2 separate regions of the Danio rerio genome follow, and region 1 is linked to region 2. Evidence: chromatin contacts called from public Hi-C data. All regions are on one chromosome and are shown on one strand. The core of a region is the stretch at or near the end of the contact, and the rest is flanking DNA. Distances in the headings are between cores, read along the strand shown. Region 1 holds the start of nr2f1a (nuclear receptor subfamily 2, group F, member 1a). Region 2 holds the start of si:dkey-172m14.1.

The links. Hi-C and Micro-C count contacts between places; a contact is called where the count stands out from the background.
Region 1: a Hi-C map of an unstated tissue shows a contact between it and region 2, with 4 times the contacts expected there. The contact joins the promoter of nr2f1a here to the promoter of si:dkey-172m14.1 in region 2. A contact is called at or near these places in 1 of 18 Hi-C or Micro-C datasets (an unstated tissue) and 1 of 4 datasets of contacts at active chromatin or transcription factors (embryo).

What each region holds. Positions count from the first base shown.
Region 1 is chr5:53,814,695-53,821,824 of GRCz12tu, reverse strand. It overlaps nr2f1a (nuclear receptor subfamily 2, group F, member 1a), which reads right to left and starts at 5,764. Exons shown (of 3, transcript NM_131180.1): 1 at 4,630-5,764; 2 at 2,806-3,333; 3 at 1-208. The coding sequence starts at 5,062.
Region 2 is chr5:53,095,454-53,102,236 of GRCz12tu, reverse strand. It overlaps si:dkey-172m14.1, which reads left to right and starts at 2,593. Exons shown (of 7, transcript NM_001201438.2): 1 at 2,593-3,027; 2 at 3,180-3,221; 3 at 3,772-3,832; 4 at 4,985-5,132; 5 at 5,304-5,400. The coding sequence starts at 2,766.

The sequences.
Region 1 (7,130 bases), core at 4,515-7,014, 720 kb before region 2:
TCAATGGGAGTTTTACCTACCAAGCGAACGAAGAACAGCTGTTCAATTACTGACGAAGAGACAGTGCGGAGAGAAGGCAGTCGCAGTAAAAGCTTGCCAAAGCGACTGGGCTGGTTCGGGTACTGGCTCCTCACGTACTCCTCCAGGGCGCACTGAGACTTCTCCTGCAGACTCTCGATGTGTGCAGCATCTGACAGGCCGCAAGCGTCTGAGTAGACAAAACACAGCACAGAAAAGAGGCCCAGGTTATCATTCAGCATCAGCATTACGTGTTGTTGACAAAGTGAGATGAACAAACACGAGCCCAACATCATGCATCACGCAGCGTATGAGGCTGCCTGTAATATAAATAAACAATACGACTGAGCAATCCCTCAAGAGTAACAGGACGTATTCCCTGCGTCGTAGGGGACATACCACATGCACGCTCACAAATCAGACAAAACAAAGAGTACGCTGAGACGAGGGTGCACAGTAAGCTCGACTGAAGAGGATGGAGAAGGCCTTCATGTCTTGTGTCAAATATGGAAATATCCAGCCGCATATCTGACAGAGAATTGGGCATGGTAATAACCAAATTATGACCTAATTGCTCTCCAGATGCTACCGAGTTATTTCTCCCTGTACCAGCAGTTGCCTCTGCTGTGAGTTTGAATGAGGAGGCAAGGCCGCTGGAAACAATCACATCTATTATAGTGGACTTACTTGTGGCACACACAACAGCCAGAATTTCAGAAAATAATATATATATATATATATATATATATATATATATATATATATATATATATATATATATATATATATATATATATATATATATATATATATAGTAAAATGATTAGGTTGAGTAGTGTATGTCGATTAATGGCGTTTTGTTAAAATGTTTACAGATGCAACACTTCAAAGCATATCGCTCAACCAAACCATTGGAGTTCATTCTGCTGCCAAATGTCCCCTCAGCAAGACTATCGCTCGGCCAATACGTATTGTGTCAGTATTCTAATATGGCGGCTGTTGAAGATATTCAAAATAAGAGTTTAAGTTTTCTTCATTTTAAGTGAAAAATTAAAGCCATGGAGTGCAACATGCATCGGAGAATGAACTTAATTGCACTGGACAAGAACACACTGCGGTCAAATACAATAACCTTCTGAACTTCTGAACTGAGCTAAGTCCTTGCTAAAATCTCTTAGTAATGTGACCTCATGGGCCACTTTCAGCTGCGGCTAGAATGTGCATAACGCACTGCTATAAAAGAAGAGAAAATAGCAAAATATAAAGTTATTTGTTTCGTAAGTGGATATTTTTTATTAATAGTTTACTTAACGATTTACACTTTAGAAACAACTGTGCATATTATTAAATATTAAATATACACGAAGTTCAAAACTGTATGCAACATTTCGGCCTGCCAACAAACCAGATTTCACTTCTTACAGATTAGAAAAACCTGATTTATCGCAAAGTGACTAGACGTTTTCTTATCAAGTGTACTGGTTCGTTACCAAGTTCAAACCTTTTAAAATGTGAAGGCTTTGTAAGCAACACATTGCTAGGATGGGTAAGCACAGTTTAGTATGAGACTGACGTCATTAAGAAACAAATACAACTTTTCATTTCGGTGGAAAAGATTAGATGATTGAAACATAAACAATTGTTTTTTACGTAAAAAAATGTATATCTTACATATGCTAGTCAACAATAACGCAAAGTTTTGAAAATCAATGCAATAAGTATCCATCTGGCCATGGCCTACTAAAACTAATTTGAACGCTTCATCTTATTTTCTCCCAAGGGATATATATATATATATATATATATATATGCCTCTATTGAATATTTGAAGAAATGCAGGTACTAAATGATTTATTTTGTTTGTCAAGTAGTAAACTAATAAATTTGTGCTACATTATACATAAAATTACAATGCAATTAAATAGATACCTACGAATAACATGCAAAGTAACATTAATATTGTAACAGTGTGTTTAGACATTGCTTGAAATGATATAATAATATATAAATTATATTCTGCCGTTGCCGGAACAAGAGAGTATATTGTAAATATAAATTGCAATGCTTGGAGTGTGAGGGTAATTTAGTGTCGATCAATGTGATGGTATAAAATAGTAGGAGTTTAGCTTTTTTTCCAAGACTATTTTATAAATTACCCTGTCATTAAATAGACTGGCAATAGTCTAATGAATAGTTTTGCGAATTTGATTAAACTGATTTTGCAATATAACATGAGCTCAAAATCAATTATTAATATCAGAGGCCTCTGTAGTCAACTTGTCGCAATAGACAGGGCCCCAGATCTATATTTGTGTATGCACACTGTGGTGCCCTGTGCAGCTGTCAACTTAACTGTTTGAGCTGATTTAGAAAAAAATATTCTTAACAATATCTACATTTAATTGTCTAAAAATATCTAAATACTTTCTAAACATATAGAATTATATATTGAATTATATATATATATATATATATATATATATATATATATATATATATATATATATATATATATATATATATATATATATATATATGGCAAGCACCAGTAATGCAAAATGTAACTGCGTTAATAACAGTAACGTGACATTTTGCATAACATTAAACATTAAATATTGGCAAATGGCTTTTAATCAATCACACGTCATTAATTGTGCGCTAAGAGATACCAAAATAAAAAGCTAGCTTAAGACCCACTAGTGAGATATAGCTTCGATGCCGAAGCTTATTCGTACCATATTGCAATGCCCCTTATGTCTGCGAGTAGGCCTCGTCTCACACACTCACCTGACGTGAAGAGCACTATTGCCTTAATGCAGCTGTATTCAGCAGAATCGACGTGCAGTGCTTTGAGCTTCTCGACCTGCTCCTGGAAGATACGAATGTGATCCATGAAGGCCACGACGCGATCCGCCGACATGGGCGAGGCGTGCAGGCCGGCAGCGGCGAGCAGTGGGGCCACATGTAGGGGCATGGAACACTGAGCCGCGTTTAGCACAAATAACTCGCTCCATGTCAGTCTGAGCAATGACACCTGGTCGGTGATCTGCAGATCGGGAAAGAAAGGGATGTTCCTTGCCCATTCCACTGCACTGAAGAGCAGACGAGCTGCAAGCTCACAGATGTTCTCGATCCCCATAATATTATTGGGCTGCATGCACTGGCTGCCATAGCGAGACGTAGGATAAGGCTCGGCCCGAAGTAGTAACGAGATGTATCCGGAGAGATAGCAATGACCGTTCAGAGGATCCCCATTCGTTAGCGCATACTGGCCCGGGTTCGGTTGGGTTGGAGGCATTCTTCCTCGCTGAACCGCTGACAAAAAGAAAGAAAGGGAGAGGAAATGTACATCCAGAACTGAGAAACATCATTGATGTGGAAGCTTTACTTCGAGTGCATGAGCAGTCTAGACTGCTGTTTATCATATACGAAATTGCAACAAAATTGCACAATATTTAATATTTATTTGTGAGGCATTGCGTTTCGAAGAAAAATCTTTTCACATGGTCCTTGTATCCCTACTAACCTCATTTATTATTGGATGGTAAATGTTTACCTTTGTATATGGACAGAATATGGAGACATACAAACGCTAGCTATCTCTCTCTCACTCGCTGTGTTTGTGTCTATTTATGTCTCCACAAACACGCGCACGCACATGAAAATTCGTTTGAAATGTTATTTTGTAGTTTTATAGGCATGTAGCAAACATTACAGTGGACAAAACGGGTTTAAATCTCGACTTCAGTAGAATTAGTTCACTGCCACTGACATCTGTCTGATTATAAATGCTATACTGTAATAATATTATATGTAATACTTGTAATATACGTATGTGTAGGTTTACGTGTAGTAACACGTTTCCAGGCAATTTAATAATGAGTACTAACTCTGGAACAGTGAAAATGTCCACAAACGAGTACGAAGAGTTTGTTTTCATTATTAAATTCAAGTAAAAAATAAATGAATAAAAATAAACAGGACAAAGGGCACGTGTTAAGTTTTTAAAAGAATCTAAATATTATCAATAGCAGTTTCGCACTACTCGTTATTAAGACTAGAGTGTAAGTTGTAAAGGCCATTGTTCACATACAGCTTAGGCTGAGAGGGGACAGACAGGCCTCTCTGAACGTTTACTCTAGGCTACGGCGTGAAAACAGACTTGTACATCTTACTTCGAGAGATAAACATAGGCTATAGCTTCTTATTTCAATAGGGTACACTATATGTGCATGTGAACGTAGTTAGCTTTTTCGTCTTTCAGCACACACGTAAAAGCACGTAGGCTTAGCTACACACTTAATCTTTATCTTTCTTTTTGACACACACAGTGTTTACTGGGTGACTTTATAATATATATTGTTATTTGCGAGTTGAAATTGGTGCATACGATATTTGCCAATCTATGTAAAAAAAACTATAATAGATCCATGCTGATCTTGCATATATACGCGTGTATTTACAAACGCGCCCTCTGACACTCTTTAGCAATAATTCAATACGATAGTATTTTGCGTTTGCATATTAATATTGCGAGGTCTGCATAACCTTGCTTTAAACAATAAACCTGTTTGTGTAGCAAGTGTGATGTATTCAGAAAAATATATTCACCTTCCCGCCGCATGCCCACTTTTAAACACTTCTTCAGCCGACAATATTGGCACTGATTACGATGGTGTTGGTCAATAGGACAGTTCCTGTTGGCACGACATGTATATGTTAAGTTCCTTCGGACACTCCTCTTGAAGAAACTTTTGCATCCTTCGCAGGTGAATTGACCATAGTGCTTGCCGCTTGATTTGTCCCCGCAAACAACACATTCTATATGCTGTTGACTCTGTCCAGAATTCTGGCTGCCCTTGTCGCCAGCCGTCCCTGGTGTGGACGGAGGTCCTGGCTGACTGGGGGTCTGCGGAGTGTGTGGTGCCGCTGACGCCGCCTGCTGTTGCTCCCTCGCCGGCTGAGCTGCTGGATTGGGGCCGCTCGGAGGTCCTCCAGCCACGTCTTCCTGCGGATCTCGCCAGACGCTAACTACCATTGCCATATCTCGGGCCCGAAAAGTGCTTTCAAGCGAACTGGTCGCTCGGATATCGGAGCAGGGAAAAGGGAAGTCTTGGACGAACGGCAGCGCGAATTCAAATCGGAGCACTCAATCTCATAGGGAAAAAAGTAGAAGCAGAAAATGGTCAATACATTCAAAATACCGGAGTCGATAGAAAGGCACCCGATCAGGATATGCAGTTGTCGGGAGGCCAGTTCCAAGGTAAATTGCAGTCAGCCATTCGGGAACCCAATCGTGAATGAAGAAAGCGATCCCAGACGTAATATAAAAAAAAACAGTTTTCTTAAAAAATACCGCAGTAAAAAACAAAATCTTCACGTTGAAGCAAAAATAATAGCTTTCTGGTGGACCGCAGATCCAAAGTGCTGTGCAAAATAAATTCCCCTCTTTTTTCTTCCTTGCTCCTCTCTCCGTCTTCGCGGTTGGAGAGGAGGAAACACTGAAGAACGGATTTCTCTATCTATGTTCATGAATAAAGCTCATCTGGTCCAGCGAAAAAAAGCAACGTCGCCCGACTGGCTATGTAGTTTCACCTCTCCAGTAGGAAAAGAAAAGAAAAAAAGCAACTAATGGAATATGTAAGAAGCAGAGACCCAAAAAGAATGCGTTTTAACGGGAGTACCAGCGGAGCAATGTTTCCGAAACGGAGATCTGCGCGAATGTCTGTATATAGTGAACTTTGACACTACTATTGAAACTGACACGTTTCTATGGAGATCGCTGCGCCTTATATGGTGCTCGTGTCAAGGAGCCAAGAGAGGGGCTGCTGGCAACTGATAATCAAAGGCGACTGACTGGTCAGAACCCTGCATCGAGGGGGGAGAGAGAAAATGGGAGGCTAAGGTTAGCCAAGCCTCCTTCACTCCATTGGTTAGAGTCCTCGCTCCTCGCTACCTACGACTGAGGGCTCTGACAAGCACAATTTACATTGCTCTCGCCCCTGCGCTGCTATTTACTTTGAAACCCGATTAGAATGGACCGTCTATTGTCACAAAAAAAGAGGAAGAAACCCCAGAAAGAAGCGGCGAAAAGCGGGATGAAAGCAATGAGCGAACTACGCGCACGTGAAAAATAAACAAATGCGTGTGAGGCAAAAGGACTGGTGCGAACCTCACAAAGTTGAAAGTGTTTTGTTCAAAGCCCTAGTCTTAATTACACAAAAACACCGTAACGGCGTCCAGATTTGAACTATGAAGGTCCCATTAATGTTTAACGCAATTTGACAGACCGATATAGCCCACCGACTCGAAATTGCGTATCGATGTATAAAATTCGCTTTTACGTGTCAATATTACACTTAATCCTCAGCACAACGATTAAATTAAAAAGCACCGGGAAGCGCGATGACTACCACTAGTTTGACTAGAGGGATATATCAGTATAGGCTATAACGGAATGTTTTCTCAGTGATAGGAAACATATCAAGCAGTAAACCAGGGCACAAAAGAGGAATCAAAGTATAATGATATTGAAAAATAGAAAAATACATCGATGGATCCATCCATGTTTTAACATATTTATTAACGAGGGAAGTTTTGGTATAATGCGCAGGGAAACCGGCTTTTTGAGCATGAATGCTGAAGGCTGCGCTGTACAGACTTATAATGTCTGGATCGGGCTGCCATCTAGCGTACAGTAGACAATTACAGCGACATGAAAAATTAGTAATTTATTGTCATTTAAAGCATGTTTCCAAATGTAACTCGTAGACAAATTGCGCGGTGGGATGAATGTTTCTGATTTTTTTTAGTGAAGTAGGCTATTAAAAACATCAGATTTAAAAGTATTTTGATTATGTTTTGCAGGAACTTGTTTAGCATCAAGTTTATTTTTATTTTTTATCAATGTCTCCACTTGAGATGCTTATTTTATTTTTGTTTTCGGAGAAAAGCTTTTTGGCCTCTTATTAGCGGACAAAACAGCAATGTTTAAAATTCAAGTATTTAATAAATATTTTAGTAGCCTTTATCACCTATCACCTATTTTTACCATAAGTTTTTTTTTTTTTTTTTTTGTACAAACAATGCATCAAAGTCCAAAACTGTGTAAG
Region 2 (6,783 bases), core at 1,344-3,843:
AAAGCAAAACCTGACTTGATCAAAACATAATCCTGTCCACAATATTTGATTGACCATTATACAAAAGTGTGGTGACAGTGAGTGAGGCATACAATGAAATTATTTTTAAATATTAAGTACACTTTTTACGTCTCATAGCTGCATAATTATTATTATGGATGGCACGGTGGCTCAGTAGTTAGCACTGTCGCCTCGCTGCAAGAAGGTCACTAATTCGAGCCTCGGTTGGGCCAGTTGGCGTTTCTGTGTGAAGTTTGCATTTTATTCCAGTGTTGCCGTGGGTTTCCTCCGAGTGCCTCTAGTTTTCCCCACAGTCCAAAGACATGCGCTATAGGTGAATTTAATGAACTAAAGTCACCGTAGTGTATGAGTGTGTGTGTGTGTGTGTGTGAATGACAGTGTGTATGGGTGTTTTCCAGTACTGGAAGGGCATCCACTGCATAAAACATATACCGGAATAATTAAAATATTGTTTTGAAATAGAGGCCCAATCCCAATTTTATTCTTGTTCCCCTACCCCTTCCCCTTGGCCCTTGAAACCAAGTGTAAAGGGGTAGAGCTTCAAAATTAACGTTGAAGTAAGCGGCGTTCGTCTGACAGGTCCATCTGCAATAGCACCCTCCCAATGGATACTGGATAAGATGAAATGACCAAGCATCCAGCCCAAAATATACAATCTCATGAAACTCATGAAGTGATTTTACAAGAGAGAAGTTAAAGGCCTGCATTCTATTATTACCAGATTCAAAACTTTGTAAAATCCGAGGTTCTGCCTAGCCAAAGACAAGAAAAGATGACGGAACTGTACAAGGCCTGGGTAATCATCAACAAGCAAAACAACTGCATTCTGACAGCGAACTGCACCTGTATGGCAGGGTATGTGAACTTACACTTTCATTTTTCATTTTTAGTATTCAGTGTCCGCAGTTTAATTCACCATATTTAACTGTTTTTGCTGAAATCATTACTGCAATCAAAAAATGAGTGATGTGTATGATTCAGCATAGCGTGAAATTATCTGATATAAAAAGAGAACTGCAGAGTCCAGCATTTTTAATTAGGTCCTCACTCCATTCAGCTCCCTTTTAACCAAAGACGTCTGCGGTTGGTCTTAAAAGCAATGTGGTGAATGGTAAAAGTTAAGTTAAGCATTCAGTACATTATTAATCTTTTTTATTATAATGGGAAAGTGTAAATTTTTGGAAAAAGATGCAATACTAGCTATTCTTATGGACTATAAGTCATACACTTTAGTGGGCATAACAAACAAAAAGTATTTTAAAAGTAAAAAATGTTTTTAATGTATAACCTTAAATAGTTTTCGCTCTGGTCTCTTATTTTTTATTATTATTTTATTTGTTTATTTTTTGTTTGTTTTTCTTTCTTCTTTTTATTCTTTAAATTGTATTATGCAGATTGTAACACATCTCAATTTTTTACTAATGTTCCAAGTTTATGCAATCTATTGTTAACTGTTATTGAAACAACAACAACAACAACAACAAAAATATCCTTGAAATTTAAAACTGCAAAGCTTTACCTGACTGACGTTCTAGAACAACAGTCCAAAAAACAACACCAGCAATAATAGCACCATCTTGTGGCTGGTAGTCGAATCTCATTCATTCTTCCTTAAAGAAAAAAAAAGGTAATATGGCAAGCCATTTTAACATTTAATCAACAGGCCCGTAGCCAACCTACTGAGCATTTTGCAGTTAATCTCCTCAATTTCTTTTCAATTATGAGGGTCAAATGGTGCATTTAAGTGACATTTTAAGCACTGATCTTTGCTGCGTAGCTTGTTGGATGGTAACCACACTTTGATGCAACAAATATTTTTCTTATAAGTTATTATGAGATTATAATTAATGTAAAAAAAAAAGATAAGTATGAAAAAATACTTATTTTTAAAATACAAGTTTATTAGCATGTATCATTGATAACAATAATAAACAATTAGGAATCTAACACTTATTCAAAACCAAACTAAAACATATTTGTAGCCTGCAGGCAAATTATAAAATGCATAACTACATTTAGCCTAGTAGGCCTTTCTATTTTCATGCTTCAATTATTTTTAGAGTACTGTAACTTAAGTTAGTTCTTTAATTATATTCATACATTCGTTCAATGCTAGAATTTATCAAGTAGCTGTATTTATTTATTTATTTTAATAAATATTATGAATAAATACTGTGGTGACTAATACTATTGTATTGCTACTAACATTTAATTGTTTAGGTTACTAGTAAAGAAGTGGATGAGCCCTTCAGGTTGGAATTCACCCTTAGCCTAGTTCGTCCACTCTATTAGTACAATACATGTTAAAACAGCTTGCCATTTTCGTTGTAGTTGTTTGAAAGAATGTTGAGATAATAATCTGAAAATTAATATCACATTTCTAAAATTAATGCTGAATGAGAACAGCCAATGGTTAGCCCAGTCGTAGTAAGATAGTAATCATAGATATGGTTAGTAATATTAATAATACTGATGATAATAATAATAACAACAACAACGTTAAACAATAAGTACATGACGAAATTTGTTAAAGGATATTATTTTGAAAACGGATGTGACGTCAGACTAACAGTTACAGTAATACGCACACTACACAAAACACTTATGTTTTGTCGCAATATGCAATCTTTAGTATTTACCAATGGTCTTTACTAACCAGGAAGCGTCACGCCTTCATCCTGCGTTTTAAGTTACATGATTCAATCCCACTTGGCAAACGAGAACGAGAACTTGCATGCAGGAAAATGCAAAGATCAATCAAAGAGCTGAGTGTTCGTTATGACCCGATCAACGAAACCAATACTTTTACTAATGGAGACATCGTGGAGGGGCGAGTTGTTCTGGAAGTGACCAAAGAAATAAACGTGGAGAATTTGTTTGTGAAGCTGACGGGCGACGCGGACGTGCGCTGGACTGAAGGCTCAGGGGATGACGAAAGATCCTACAGCGACCATGAGAGATACTTTAAACAAAAGCAATATTTTATCCAGGACAGCTCGAAGAAAGGTGAGATTGCTTGAAAAACGAAATACTGTCATCTATATTAGGAGTAACGTTATTAGGCTGCTAATTCAGTTAAAATGCATATGGAGTATGCTGTGCAATCTGTGTAACAAGTTTGGGAAATAATAAGACTGCTACTGGTCTAATGCCTGCAGGACAATGTGAAAAGAATACCACACTTGTAAGTGGAGAAACTTGTAAGTAAAGTTTTCAATAATATTTTGCACTAATAAATGATGTAATATTAAACAAATAAGTACAAGCTATGCGTGACCCTGAACCACAAAACCAGTCTGAAGTTACACGTGTGTGTGTGTATGTGTGTGTGTGTGTATATATATAGTGTGTGTATATATATATATATATATATATATATATATATATATATATATATATATATATATATATATATATATATATATATATATATATATGTATGTATATGTGCCTGAAATTATTCAAATAATTTCCCTTGGGGTATGAATAATTTCGGGCCGGAAATATATCCATATATAAATATGGATAAATTCTCAGTTTGGATAAATTCTCAGTATGGATAAATTCTAAAATTTTTTACCCTCAGATTTTAGATCTCTGACAAATATTGTAATAAAAAAAAAACTACATTAGTAGAAATGGAATGGTCTTGTGGTCCTGGGTCAATTAATTATTATATAAAAAGTTACATGAGACATTTTTGCTGCTGACAGTAGACTTACTAAGCTAAGGATGTCCTATATTCCTCAGATGGATCAGTGATCAAACCAGGAAGTCATGTCTTTCCATTCAGATTTCAGCTGCCTCAACAGTGAGTAATGCTACTGAAACTTTTCTTTCATTTAAAATGCATCTTCAATGATGGTTGCTCTGTGTTGAGTAATACACAGATGAGCCAAACATTATGATCAGACACAGATGAAACAAACATTTTTGAACTGCTAACAAGGCCACACATTAAGACTAGGGTATAAGCAATCAGTATTAATAATCAATGGGTAGGAAGATCAGAGATCAGAGCTATTTTCTCGGGGTTTGTAATGTTATTATCTGCAGGGCGCATGACCAAGTTAGCTTTTTTACTTTTTCTAGTTGGATAAGTAAAACAGACTCAGTGGTAATAAAATCTATAATTTTGGAAACAGAAACCACACAACGCTTTCAGGGGTCTTATAGAGTCCATGTCTCAGCTGGCCAACCAGCAACATATTTAGTCTGTTATTTAGGCTCATAATAATTCGGCCTCTTAATGTGTGCATGTAGTGAAATAAAAAGTCAACAAACAAAATATACAAAGCAAATATGAAAGAGCATACAACTGCTGCATCCTACTTTCCTCAAGGTTCCATCATGATATGATGAAAGAGAAAAATGAACCCAATTTATTATAATATTCTTCTACAAAAAAAAAGCACTTGTGGGTGAAGCATTGGCGCAGTAGGTAGTGCTGTTACCTCACAGCAAGAAGGTCGCTGGGTCGATCCTCGGTTCAGTTGGCGTTTCTGTGTGGAGTTTGCATGTTCTCCCTGCGTTCGTGTGGGTTTCCTCCTGGTGCTCCGGTTTCCGCCACGGTCCAAAGACATGCGGTACAGGTGAATTGGGTAGGCTAAATTGTTCATAGTGTATGAGTGTTTGTGGATGTTTCCCAGAGATGGGTTGCGGCTGGAAGGGCATCCGCTGCGTAAAAACGTGCTAGATAAGTTGGCGGTTCATTCCGCTGTGGCGACCCCAGATTAATAAAGAGACTAAGCCAAAAAGAAAATGAATGAAAAAAGCACTTGTAACTCATATTCATTGTTCATTATTCTAGAATATTTACTTAAGTAATGAGGTGCATGTGTTGAGTTAAGAAGACATAAATTATAATGCATGTATGTTAAAACTTTGAGTAAAAGCTGATGCATATTCGATCATGTTATTCACCATTGTGCTTGTCAGTCATTTTTTTTCCCCCTAATTTCAGAAATATGCCTCCGACTTTTAAAGGATTTCATGGTTGGGTGAAGTACATTGTGATGGTAAAGCTAAAAAGGTCTTGGAAGCCAACATCAAGTGCACAAGCAGAAATTAACTTTGCGCCCAGAAATTTTGGGACCAATGACCACTTACTGGTATGATTTTTAATACTATGATTGAGTGTTTGATATTGAGATTATTTATTGCATACACTGTCATCAATTATTAATTATATAAAACTTTCTGCTTGTAAAATTATTAAAGAGTAAATTTAATATGTTTGTATATAAATATATTTATTTATTTATTTTTTGTCTTTAATACAGCAACCACAATCTGGTACAGAAGACAAGAAGATGAAACTTTTTGGCTCAGGAAAAATGTCAATGACCGTAACAACGGACAAAACAGGCTACATGCTAGGTGATGATTTTTTCTTTGTCCAAACTCTTGACACTGTTTAGTAATGCCAACAACTTGGTTATGCTTATATTTTACAATCCAATGTTGACAGTTATGCCTTATACTGCATTGGTTTATTAAGTGAAATTGTTTTTTGACATCTAAATAGTGGGTTTATGGTTTCAGTAAGTTAAAAAAAAAAAGCTTAATTATTACTCCATAAAATACCCCTAGAAACAGAACGTCCATGATTGTCCATGATATGGCTCGTGTCATGAATATTAATGAGCTCCGCTACTCTTCTAAACTCACACACACAGAGCATGGTGTATGCTTAACACAGATAAATATAAACCCAATCAGAGTAGCGTAACCTATTTTGCTCGCCAGATCTGTTCTGGATAAAGGCTAAATAATAATTAAACTTGACATAAGAGAGTGATAGAGATGTTTGGTGTTAGATTTTGAAGCTAGTCAAAGAAAACATAGCGAGGACTTAATATCAAGCAAAGTTCCTCAAGGCAAGTCATTTTACTTGGCGGCTGCTTTAAAACACCTCTCGGCAGTATGCTCGACCATTCTGTCTTAATGGGGAAACATCAAATTCTCCAAAACTGCTTGCCAAGCTTACGATTGAATTTCAATTAGGAATCACCAATGAAATTAAACATCAACTGTCTCTTTAGTTTCATTTTTAAACATCCAAATCACACAAAACCTACAGAAACTCAAAATTTGTCCGAGCCCCTTCCCTGCAGTATTGTCAATCTATAGAGATTGATGATTGGCTCCTGTAATAGAAGACAGGCTTTATTCGCTATATAGCGATTAATGATTGGCTCTTGTACTAGTAGGCGGGGCTGTAATCACCATGTTGATTGTTACACTTTTCCACATTTAATAAGATAAGAGTAACATGTCTTGTGTATCCAATAGTATTTGTATCAACCTCTGCCTGACCAGATGACAGTTGAGCAGAGTGATTGTACACGATTCAGCAGTGTACAAGTGTGTGTTGAAACATACGCAACAAATTTCACATTAAACATGATAAATATACTAAACTCTAGCCTCTTCGCAGTGGAGATGAATCAATGTTTAATCTTTAAATCTTGCATTTTGCACCCTGAGGCCAGTTTGAATGTGCCTCGTGCTGTCGGTGCCCAGTAAAACACAGTAAACAAAATGGTGCTCACGTTTTAAAAATAAAAATTGTATTTGTGGTAGATTTGCATTCAGTTATAACCATATACAAACATGGTAGTAATATATTGAAACTTTTACTTTTGCTATAAAACGGTTTGGGAGGATGTTTACTATTGCTAAACTTCACTATACTTTGCTTTACTATGTAATAATAACACCAGCATATAGTAAGTGGGGCTGCAACTAACTATTATTTTA